Linked DNA regions of Sus scrofa: region 1 is linked to region 2. Evidence: chromatin contacts called from public Hi-C data. All regions are on one chromosome and are shown on one strand. Each heading gives the region's core, a stretch centred on a gene start, on an enhancer-like site or on the middle of the called end of the contact. The rest is flanking DNA. Distances are from core to core; before and after follow the strand shown. Region 1 holds the start of MAFB (transcription factor MafB). Region 2 has its middle 700 kb from the start of MAFB.

What was found. Hi-C and Micro-C count contacts between places; a contact is called where the count stands out from the background.
Region 1: a contact with region 2 is called in a Hi-C map of retroperitoneal adipose tissue, with 1.9 times the contacts expected there. The contact joins the promoter of MAFB here to the enhancer-like site in region 2. A contact is called at or near these places in 1 of 5 promoter capture datasets (fetal skeletal muscle), 10 of 47 Hi-C or Micro-C datasets (heart right ventricle, mesenteric adipose tissue, omental adipose tissue and 4 more) and 1 of 2 datasets of contacts at active chromatin or transcription factors (skeletal muscle).

What each region holds. Positions count from the first base shown.
Region 1 is chr17:43,410,190-43,416,011 of Sscrofa11.1, reverse strand. MAFB (transcription factor MafB) reads left to right here and starts at 4,230. Exons shown (of 1, transcript XM_013985377.2): 1 at 4,230-5,822. The coding sequence starts at 4,653. The coding sequence ends at 5,624.
Region 2 is chr17:42,710,889-42,717,238 of Sscrofa11.1, reverse strand. No RefSeq gene overlaps it. Among named protein-coding and RNA genes, the nearest start is that of MAFB, 700 kb to the left of the region's middle. Within about 2 kb of position 3,553, at least 3 of the 83 cell types and tissues checked have an H3K27ac peak or open chromatin away from gene starts, as enhancers often do. A contact at or near this core is called in retroperitoneal adipose tissue, where this site is marked.

The sequences.
Region 1 (5,822 bases), core at 2,981-5,480, 700 kb before region 2:
ACCTATATTGGAAGCAATACTGCCTGGTGGTTGTCTAACAGCCCTGTCCAACAGCAATAGAATATAAGCCACATATGTAATTTAAATATTTCTAGCATTCACGTGAAAACAAAGTAAAAAGAAGCAGGTAAAATGGTTTTAATAGTAAATTCCCATTCTCAGCATGTGGGGTGGGGTCCCTGATCCCCAGGGGAGGGAAATGGGAAAAGGATCTGCAGAGCTGGGGTAACTCAGGCTCGCTGCTGGGACCTGCTGAATCCTTTGGGCGCTTGAGGCTACCAGGATCCAGAAGCCCAAGAATACATTTTAGGAAGCACTGGGTTGGAATCTGATGGCCACTGGGTGAAGCAGGGGTGGTGGAAGTAACTGTGGTCTTTGGGAAAGAGGAAGAAGGGGAAGCACTAACTCCTGCCCTCCCCTCCCACTGGGCTTCAGGAAAGGCAGCTGAGATTTCAGGGCTCCTAGGAAAAAACAGGTGATCTGGACACCCGTATTATGCAAATGCAGATTGCAGGCTCTTGGGGTCCTCTGACTCTGGTTCCTCCCCGGCAGAACTCTCCTCGGGGCCTTTGGGACCGACGGCTTCTTTTGTTTGGCGACCTGGACTAGTACAGTCCTGCAACCTACTTGGCGCCCAGGCCAGGAGCAGTAGGCGCCAAGCCTGGGAGTTGCAGGCTTTTGATTCGAAGCATTCCAAGTTCCTCGCTTTCCCACCCAACACACACACACACACACACACACACGCACGCGCGGGCACACACACACACCTTCCCGCCGCACCCATGCACGCCTGGAGACGCCCACTCGTGCACTAAACACCCGAAGCCCTCTGGAAACCACGCGTGTATGATGCACCTGGGGCTGAGCGCGGCTGCCAGGAGCGCCCCGCTGGGCTGGAGGCGCACAGGAGAGTGCGAGGCCACTCTCGGGTTAGTGGGTGGGCTGGGCAGGGGCGTTCGGCAGCAGCGGTGGGGCGAATCTCAAACCCCGTCGTTGGCGGTGGCCCCTTGCTCCCTTAAAGAATAACTTTTCATCCACTTCCATCTCGAGTGCCCAGAGGCACCGCGGTGGTTCAGACAGAACACAGCCTCCTCACTCAACATCTAGCTGAAGAATCCCAAGGGAGTGCGCACAGAGCGCAATCTCCTCTGGCCCAGCCTGCGGTGGCTTTGGAGAGGGGGTGCAAACTTCGAATTGGAATTTTGGGGATCAGAGATAAATTGTTCAGTAGAGGACTCTGGTTGCTACCAGCCCTCCTTGTCTTCCCTTCAAAAGAGGCTTTGGGCTGCGCTCACTACTCCTGTGTCTTCAGGCCTCTTACCCCTCGCTGGCTTCTCCTCCTCGACTCTCCACCTCTCCCACCAGCACTTCTCTTTTCTTCCCTCACTACCCGGCTCATCTTTCAGGGATGGGATGTAGCCTCTGGGATTCGGGGAAGGGAGCCGCCTCGCTGATCCCTACAGCATCCCTCCTCCCCATCAGGGCACAGAGAGGAGGCAGCCGGGTGGCTAGTGGCTGGCCAGGAGCTGGAGGCCACAGGGTTGGGGCGCTGTGACCCAGGCAGAGCGCAGCAGGAGCCGGAGGGGCGAGGCCGGTGCTAACCCGTGAGGTTAGCTGCTCTGCAGCAGCTTTAACTCCGGAGGAACCTCCTGTCTCCTTCACAAGCCCAGTTTCCAATAGTTTTTAGTGGAGATAGTTAGGGTCAGTGTAGGTAGAGGAGGGACTGGCTAGGCTGGGAGGACGGCAATGAAACAGGTTATTGGGGAGGGTGGACCTAAGAAAGGACAGAGATACCTCAGTTAGAGTCCAGGGGAAGGGAGTGACCAAAACCCAAGACAGAGGCACAGGGACAAAGAGGAACGCAGCCCCCCAGACAAAACCCCCGAATTCTCGAGATGGTGGCAGGATGCCCGCAGAAGAGCAGGAAGCTCGGACCTGCAGAGCTGGTGCTCAAGGAATCCTACGGCCTCAATGGGTCACCTTCCTGAGGCTCAGGTTAGGTCCTCGACAGCAAGAGTGAGACGTCTAGACCCGATGGGACACAATGAGGGTGCAGACCCGCGCGGCTGTCTCGGTGCGCTCACAGAAGCCCGCAGTGTCCGCGGGAAGGAGGGCGCTGCCGGCTGGGGTTCCGGGGCACCGGGAGAACCCAGGGCGTTTGTCTGGCCCTGGCCGCCGGCAGTCCGAGCCACAATCTGCGTAGACCCAAGACGGCCGACAAAGCGTGGCCTCGAAACGTTTCCCTGCTTAGCCGCGCGATCCGAGTGCTCTCTCGCTGCGTGAGAACGAGGCAGGGACGGGGAGGATGAGTGTCCGCAGCGCCCAGCTTCGAGCAGGGGCGGGGCAGCGGCACGGCCCAGAATTTCCCTGGAGACAGCCTAATTGTTTCTGCGGAGAGCACGCTTCTCGCAGAGGGATGAAGACGGGCTTTTCCAGCAATGCAGTTGTTGATCCAAACCTTTCAGTCCAAGTTTTAATTAAAATATATTCATTTTATTAAAAACAGGCGGCCCACGACCGCTACTCTCTCCAGCCACACCGAGAGCGCAAGAGAATAGTTTTCACATTAATCGGAGGCAAATATTTTACCTTCTAACACTTAAAAAAATATCTGGCTGCGTCTGCATTGGTGTGCCCACCTGACACTTACACGCGGCGTCGATCGTGCCGGTCCTGCAGAGGCAGCAGCCTGGACACACTCACCCAGTGCGCGCTTCTCCTGCCCTTCACTGCGCGCGCCCAAAGCTGAAGAGCAGAAGGCGACGCGGGAGGCGGGTCGGGTCTCCGCGTCCAGCGAATTTGCGGTTTCTCCGTTTCTTTGCCCGGGCCGGGGTTTTGGGAGCTCATATTTCGGGCCATCCTGGACCAGATAGAAAAGCGCGCAGAGCGGGAGCCCTGTCTCAATGCCTTTAGTACGGTACGCTCCGGGGTCCCCGTCTGCGCTTAGCGGAGGTTTCTCATTGCACAGCTCTGGGGCCCCTGGCTGGAGCATTTCCTCTTTCGGCCCTCGGCCTAACTCTGCCTAGGAGTTTCCAGCTCAAGGAGCTGCCGCCGGGCATCTCCCCACCCCCGCCCCCACCCCCAGCTGGGGCACAGAGTTCCATGGGGGACATCAGCGCGGAAATCGCGACTGAGTCCGAGAACCGAACCGAGAACCTGTGCGTGGCCCCAGAGGAACCTGTCCTGAGCTCCGGTGCGCACACAGCCTACTTTCTGGGCCAGGTTGAATTGGGCGTGTTGGGGAGACCCAGTTGGGTCTCAGGCGTCGGCCGAGCCTTTCTGCTGCGGGTCCCGCGGTTCAGCGCGCCTTTGCGCGAAGTGGCCACTTGGGGTCGCACTTTATGCCTGTTTGAGCCTCTCCACCTTGGGCTGACGCCGGGATCTGCTTAATCGTTACAAAACGTTCAAACAAAAACAGGGCCGGATTCGCAGCAGCCAAGAGCCACCCGGAGCACCGTCCTGGGCTGGCCTCAGCCCCCAGCCTCGGCGAATTCAGGGTTCCGTGCATTTGCCTGGGAGAGGGCTTCTGAGCCTTTGGGCCGATTCCTTCCCAGCTCCCTTCATCTTGTGCATTTGTGGGTGGGGTGAGCAGGGAGCTGCGCGGCCAGCGGAGTTCTAAATCCGGGCCCGGGCACTGCACCCTCCAGGAGGGGGGCAGACCCTGCTTGGCCCGAGGAGGTTAAGAGTTGGATCTGAACACAACTCTTGGAGCCCCGACCTCGCCCCCCCACCCCACCCCGCAACACACAAACGCGAGCAGATCTGTAGAAACACAGCCTTGCACCGCATACACCGGCCCGAGACCCAGCGGCACACGGAGCGTCCCCCACTGGGCGGGGGACGCTAGGGAACAATGGGCCAGAGAGGTGCCATCCCGGCGCTCATTCTGAGCCTCCTGGGGGTTGATATGGGCTGGTGGGAGGGGAGGGGGCACAAGGGTAAAGAAGGAGGAGAGCGCGCGAAGGGGTGGATAAGGTGGGGGGGGGGCACCGAAGAGCTGGCGGAGACCAGGACTCCGAGGGGGTGGGGGCTGGGCCCGGGCCGGCGGTCCCACTTGGCTCCAGCCCTCCGCCAGGCCTCAGCGGCTCTTCGGCTGCTCGCGCCGCCAGTCAGCTGACACTGGGGGCGGAGGAGCTGTCAGGCGCGCCCCGCCCTGCGCCGCCGGGCCGTGGGGCCCGTGCAGCCATTGGCCAGCGCTCTGGGCCGCCCGGGCCCCCGCGCCCCAGTGACATCAGGGAGGCGATAAAAGGCAGTGGCGGCGCCGGATCCCGCACAGCTGCACCGCCGGGCTGCGAGCGGCTGCGATCGAGAGAGACCAACAGCAAGAGAGCTAGAGAGCGAGCCGCGGGCGCTCGCCCGGCGCCTCCCCTCGGTTCAGCCCCCGCGTCCCGCTCGCTTCTCCACCCCTCCCAGGCCGTCCCGGCCCCGGCGCGGCCACATCCCTGAGCTCTGGGGCGGCGCAGGCAGCCTCGGGACTCTCCGGCGCGCCGCCGCGTCCCCAGACAAAGGCTTGGCCGGCGGCCCCGGCCCGCTGAGCCCTCGGCTCCCCGCCTCCCGGGCTCGCCGCTCTTCGCCCCCGCTCCCGGCTCGGCGCGTCCCGGCCGGTCGCAAAGTTTCCCGGGCGGCAGCGGCGACTGCGCCTCGCGTGAGCGATGGCCGCGGAGCTGAGCATGGGGCCCGAGCTGCCCACCAGCCCGCTGGCCATGGAGTACGTCAACGACTTCGACCTGCTCAAGTTCGACGTAAAGAAGGAGCCGCTGGGGCGCGCGGAGCGCCCGGGCCGGCCCTGCACGCGCCTGCAGCCAGCTGGCTCGGTGTCGTCTACACCTCTCAGCACGCCGTGCAGCTCGGTGCCCTCGTCGCCCAGCTTCAGCCCCACCGAACAGAAGACCCACCTCGAGGACCTGTACTGGATGGCGAGCAACTACCAGCAGATGAACCCCGAGGCGCTCAACCTGACGCCCGAAGACGCGGTGGAGGCGCTCATCGGCTCGCACCCAGTGCCACAGCCGTTGCAGAGCTTCGACGGCTTCCGAGGCGCGCACCACCACCATCACCACCACCACCCACACCCGCACCACGCTTACCCGGGCGCCGGTGTGGCCCACGACGAGCTGGGCCCGCACGCGCATCCACACCATCACCATCATCACCAAGCATCGCCACCGCCGTCCAGCGCGGCCAGCCCCGCGCAGCAGCTGCCCACCAGCCATCCCGGGCCTGGGCCGCACGCGGCGGCCACCGCGACGGCGGCTGGCGGTAGCGGCAGCGTGGAGGACCGCTTCTCTGACGACCAGCTCGTGTCCATGTCCGTGCGCGAGCTGAACCGCCACCTGCGGGGCTTCACCAAGGACGAGGTGATCCGCCTGAAGCAGAAGCGGCGGACCCTGAAGAACCGGGGCTACGCCCAGTCGTGCAGGTATAAACGCGTCCAGCAGAAGCACCACCTGGAGAATGAGAAGACACAGCTCATTCAGCAGGTGGAGCAGCTTAAGCAGGAGGTGTCCCGGCTGGCCCGCGAAAGAGACGCCTACAAGGTCAAGTGTGAGAAACTCGCCAACTCCGGCTTCAGGGAGGCGGGCTCCACCAGCGACAGCCCCTCCTCTCCCGAGTTCTTTCTGTGAGTCGTGGCCGGTCCCGGCCCCCGCCCTTGCCCTGGCCCGGACTCCCCGTCCCGTGTCCCCAGCCCTGGACTCCCCCGGACCCTGTCCCTGCCACAGCCCCAGCCTTGACCTGTTTGACTTGAGGGAGAGGGAGGAAGGGCGCGCGGGACGCAGGCGACGGGAGGGCGCGCGGGCAGGCAGGGGACCTTGGCCAAGGCG
Region 2 (6,350 bases), core at 2,304-4,803:
GTAAATGATCAAGCCCTCGCTGGCTGATTGAGTGTTTGGGGACTAAAGTCAGATCCTAGGATCACAGCGATTCATGCCTAAAGGAGACCTCAGATGGCACCCATGCCATCTCCACATTTGATCTGTGAATCCCTTAACAACATCATTGCCATGTCGGTACCCAGGAGATAGTTGACGTGCTATGATGGAGGGACTCATTCCTACCCAAAGTAACCTTTTCTCTTGCTGGATGTCTTTGCAAGTTAAAAACTCACTTCTGGTTATAAGCGAAATCTGTTTCCCAAACTTCCATGCATCGAGACCTTCTTTCATGTGGGCTCCATTCCCTGACAAAATTCAGCTTTTTCAAGAGCTTTCTGCTCTGACTCCATGCCACTTTGTGGAGACCTGCACCATCGGAGACTGTGAGAAACAAGCACAGTCCACGAAGTGACAGAGTACAGCAAAGTGGATTATCCCCTGGACTCAGGCCAAAGGGCTTGAGTGTGAATCCTGGCCTCCACCTGTAACAAACAAAAGCATTTAACCTCTCAGAGACCTAGTTTTCCCATCTGTTCACTGGAGAATATTACTGGGTATCCACTTTTGGACGTTCCTGAAAGATTGTAAAAAGCAGTGTATGTAAAGTGCTTAGCATAGTGTCCTTCTGGCACGCGGTAAATGCTGGGTAGCCATTAGCACATGGAATCCCAGCAAATTGAGCCTGTAAGTTGTCCTGCAGTAGTAACATAAGTGGGCTAGGGGTTAGGAAGGTTAGGACTGGGCACTATTTGACCCAAAATACAGCTTCTTCAAAATACCCCATCAAGTATTCCTAGGTCTTTGTATTAAATGCTGAATGACTTTCCAGAGGGAATAAATCCTAGTAACTAAGAGTCAGAGCCCAGAACATCATATTCAGGCCTAGAAGTACATTGAATTGCCTGGACGGTTGTTGTTGGCATTATTTTTAATAGTAATGGAAAAAGAATCCTCGAGGGTTAAGAAATGGAATTTTTTTTTTTTTTGGAGTTCCCACTATGGTGCAGTGGGTTAAGAATCTGACTGTAGCACCTTGGGTCACTGCGGAGGTGAGGGCTTGATCCTGGCTCAGTACAGTGGATTAAGGATCTGGTGTTACTGCAGCTGTGGTGTAGGTCACAACTTCAGCTCATATTCAACCCCTGGCCTGGGAACTTCCATATGCATAGGGTAGAAGCTATTTAAAAAAGTGGGGGGAGGTGATGTGTGATGTTTTCTGAAAGCTCCTCAGGAGATTCTAATGTGCAGTCAGGTTAAGAACAGCAGATCTAAAATAGGTCTTTAAGGGTAAGAATCTGGGGCCCCTCAGAAAGCAGCTAAAAGTTCTTTAATCTCCACAGATTCAGTTTCCACATCTATAAAGCAGAAATACAAATAAAAGTCAATTTCTTGGAGTTCCTGTTGTGGCTTAGCCACTGAAGAGCCTGACATGGTGTTCATGAGAATATGGATTTGATACCTGGGTCTTACTCAGTGGGTTAAGGATCCAGCTTTGCTGCAAGCTGCAAGGTAGTTAGGTTGCAGATGCCACTCAGATTCCGTGTTGCTGTGGCTGTGCTATAGGCCTCAGCTTCAGCTCCAATTGGTCACCTGGCCCCAGAACTTCCATATGCTACAGGTACAGACATAAAAAATTAATTAATTAATTAAAATAAAGGAAAAGAAAAAAAGTCCCTCTCTTAGAAATCTGAAATAATACTTAAATGAAATAGACATGTGGAGAGAGCAGAGTTCTCACTCAGTATTTGTTCTAGATATCTCATTTTGGTAGGTAGCTTCTAGTCTTCCTCCATCCCCATCTATCCACTTGTCTCAATCTTTCAGCAGGTATCAAAGATGCTGAGCACTATCTTGACTATAGGCACAATCCAAGGTCCTAGACACCAGGATCTATCAAGAAACAGTTTCCTAACCTGGGTACATTTCAGGCTGATGGTTACCCAGTTTGGTTTATTTTTAATAATTAAGAATAACTTGTGGAGTTCTCATCATGGCACAGTGGAAACTAATCTGACTAGGAACCATGAGGTTGCAGGTTCGATATCTGGCCTTTCTCAGTGGATTGAGGATCTGGTGTTGCTGTGAGCTGTGGTGCAGACACAGACATGGCTCAGATCTGATGTTGCTGTGGCTGTGGTGTAGGCTGGCAGCTGTAGCTCCAATTGTACCTCTAGCCTGGGAACCTCCAATGCCATAGGTGTGGCCCTAAAAAGCAAAAAGGAGAAAAAAAAAGAATAACTTGTATTTTTCAAAGCATCAGGGTAGACATGGGTCCCCAGTGGCAGAGCCATTAGAAGAGATGACAGCAAATTTGTCAGCCTGAGTTATGGTTTACATGAGCACTGGAATCTTCTGGCCTGTATTGGTCACTTAAGTAGCTGCTCCAAGATGGGTAAAAGTGCTCTACATACTGGCTGGTCAAACTATAGTCCTCAGACAAGAGACATTGCATCACCTGGGAACCCACAAGAACTACACAAGGCCCAGTGAATCAGAAAGTGAGTAAAAATCCCCAGATGTGCACATTAAGTTTGAGAAGCATTATTCTTCGTTAAGAATTCATACCCAAGGTTTGTGAAATTTTCCAGAAACAACTTTCAACCTGCCACCCACACAACTGGGTTTATGCCTAGTTAAATTCTTAACACTTCCTTGAATCAAAGCCCTTTAAATCATTAGCTTTTCTCCACTTCTCCACCATCTGTAGCACTGGTTTAGCATGTAAGTCACTGTCTGGTTTGGATCTTAGTGGGACATAGCACCTGATATTTGCTTATTGGAGATCTCAAAACCAGTTGCTTACTCTAGTCACAGAAAGAGAGTCAGCTTTTGGCTCCCCCAGTTTCTCTCAGTGGTTGATATCACCTCTCTCTGATTTTTCACTCTAGGGTACTGTTATCTTTAGGGAGTTAGTGAATGTTGGAGCCTGAGTTCATATAGAAACAAAGAGAAGTCTGGACTTGTGTAATATGTGCTAACAGCTTTCTCTGAACAACAACAAAACAAAATCTCCAAAGTAAAGTCAGAGTTCGCCCCCATTTTAATTTGGCTTTATCATTAAAACATAATGAAATTCCTGATTTCACTGGATTCAAAGAGCTGGAGAAAAGATAGAGGGAAGTCAGTGGATAAAAACCTGGGGTGAGTCTTGAGTCTTGGGGTGTAATAGACAGCTATTATATTGACACACATGTGCACACACACACACACACACACACACCATCTATCATTATGGTAGAGAATATGGATCCAAAATTGCAAAAAACTGAGTCTCACCACTTCTCATCCCTGACCCCTGTGGGGCTTATATCTTAAAGGGAAACTGAATCAAATAACCACAGATACATACATTCTATCATAACAGTGATAAATACTTATAAATGAGAGATACAACATGAAAAGGAGATGGATCTGTTCAGGGAGCTTTCCCTGAAAAAGCAACAAAACTGAATTGTAGATATTATTAATCAACCCAAGGCGGGTATGACGGGGAGAGGGTGCCCAGCTGGTATTGAGTCCTGTGACCAGTGGGCGGGGGGCTGGGGAGAAAGTGAAGCCTTTTGAGGAACTGAAACAAGCTGGAGTGAGTGGAGCCCGGAGAAGGGAGGAGGGGAAAGGAGGATGGAAACCCTGAGTCTGAGGGATTTGGTCTTCATTCTAAAAGCATGGGAAGCAATGGAGGGTTTCAAGCAAGGGACAAGGAGGCCATAGGCATGCTCCCGAAAGAATGGTCTTTCTGCCGAAGTGAAGAACATATTGGAGAGGAGCAATGGAGAATGTGAGAAGCAAACAGTTAGGGGTTCATTGCAGTCCCTGAAGGGAGGGAACATGGTGCTTGGACTGTGAAGGTGATGGGAACAATGCCTAGAGGTGGGATGTCCCAAGAGAAGGGTAGGTAGTAAAATGAAAGGACTCCAATTAGCTTGGCAGGCAGGAGCAAGGAAGAGGGAGGTGTCAAGGATGATAAATAGTTTGTGAAACTTGGGTGCTGTTCTCTTGATGGGGAGCAAAGAGCTGGGCAAATACCAGATTGGGAGGCTGGAGTTTTCATGAGTTACATCTTGGACATTTTGAGTTGGAAGCCTTCCCTGACCTCCCTGACAAGAGATATGCAGACAGAGATATGCCTTCCCTGCCTTCCCCGACTCCTCATCTGGAGTTTGGATGGGAGTTCTAGGCTGGAGGAAGATATTTTGTAATAATAATTTAAAGATATGTAAATAGCAAACTACCATTTATTGACTATTTACTCAGTACCGAGGCTAAACATCTATTATTTAATTTAATCTGTACAGGACTCTTATGAAAAGACTGATCCTCCCCATGTTACAGATGAGGAAGAGGAGGCTATACTGCCCAGGCTCTGAACCACTGTGTCACACTGCCCCCTGCTGAGCACCTACTAAGTGCCAGGCTCTTAGAAAACACTGGTGTTGAAGACATTCAAAAGAAGCTTGCATTTTGGTAAGGAGAGTTCATGGATTTATGTGTCTCCCAGAGCAGATTGAAGGGGGAGACACTCCAAGGTAGGGAGTTCTGCCATTTTCCAGTTACACTGCCATGCACCTCTAAGTTGCATCCCACTTGTGTTCACATGCACAAGTACCTAGCAAACCTGTACGCACCTGGGAAAAGCTTTCTCTCTGGTCTTCTTTCTTAACTTGTTCAACCAAGAAAAAAATGTTTTCTTCTGATCCCTGACTTTTGGCTTCTCAAGGGCAGGGAGGTTAAATAAGGTTTTCACCAGGCTTCCACTTAGCATCATACTCCATCAGCCTTCAATTTCGAGGTCTTAGACGCACAGGAGGGAAGGGAGCCTGACATAGCACTGTCCTTCTGTAAGATAGACTAAGGCTGAATCTGTTATAAGTAGCTTCCTCTGTTTACCTGTCTGTGCATTGCTCTGAGGACTGCAAAAGTGACACTCCTAAAACGAGCTATGAAATGGAGATTGACCACAGCAGGAAAAAGAGCGTTTACATAAAATGATCCCTTTGAGCGTGTTCCGCTTTTGCCCAGACAGTGAACCTAAACATGGAAGAATTTCACTGCTCCCATTACCCAGAAGAGTTTGTGGTCTGAAACTGGGAAATTTTCCATGGTTTACATGGAATGGAACATATGGATCAGTACTAACATACATCACTCTTAAATCTTTGTTTCTTATTATTTTAGTAACAATAGTATTCGTGAAGCTTAAGCAATGGGGTCTGTGTGTGTGTGTGTGTGTGTGTGTGTGTGTGTGTATGTACGTGTAGGTACAGGAAAAATAAACGCATTTTCAATGATCGACTTCAGATTTAACTACAGTTCAATTTTATCCATGATCAAATGCTTTTGACTGTTTGAAATAATATCAGTTTCCTAATTCAAATTCCTGGGATCAGGATGAGGGATGAGAGTAGCCAGTTTTAACATGAAGTGAAGACATCTCAAGCAATAGAGACTATTGCTATGTTTTATTCCTATAAACACTTTAAAAGTTTTCTTCTTTTTAGTTAGTCATGCTTTTCGTGTACTGTAGTTTTCCTTAAAGTTATATCCCCAGACATGAAAGAAACGATGTTTGGAGCATCTTCTAGAGAATTTAGAACAATGACGTCTTTGAGCATGTAATCACTCTCGAGGACTCTCTGAGGTTACTGGTTTTCAGCAAATGACTTAAGAACACTATAAACTCAAGCCCAAAGAAGAGCACCTTATTTTGAACATATTTTTTTTCCAGAAATCTTGTTACAATTTATTTTTAGCTCAAAGAGCAAAATGTATCCATTAAAAATCTTTTGACTATTAATGGAATAGAAAATGGGGACCTGCCCTATAGCACAGGGGACCCTAGTCAATATTCCATGGTAATCTATGTGGGAAAAGAATCTGAAAGAGCATGGGTATGTATGTATAAACTGAATCACTTTGTCGTACAGCAGAAAATGTCACAACATTGTAAATCAACTATACTTAAATAAAACTTTTAAAATGAAAAAAATTTAAAAATCGTCTTACTAGAAGGAGGATGGGGAGAAAATTGTGAGCTTTCCTCCCTGTTTTTGCTTCCATGGTACCTCAAAGCAAAGCTCAGTATCACTCATGTAAAAAAAAAATAATACAATTGTCTACACATTGGTGTGCACACAACATTGGTAATTCTATCAAACCAGAATGAAAGCAATTCCAAGAGGCTCTCTATTTCTACCAGAGGCAGTTCCTTCACGTGTGCCCTGGATATCTTTCAATTTTGCTTTTTCAATGACCATGTACTGTCTGGACTGTAGACCCTTCTAGAGTATCACTTGCTCAACTCTCTCCATTCTTGAGACAAAAATCTTTGA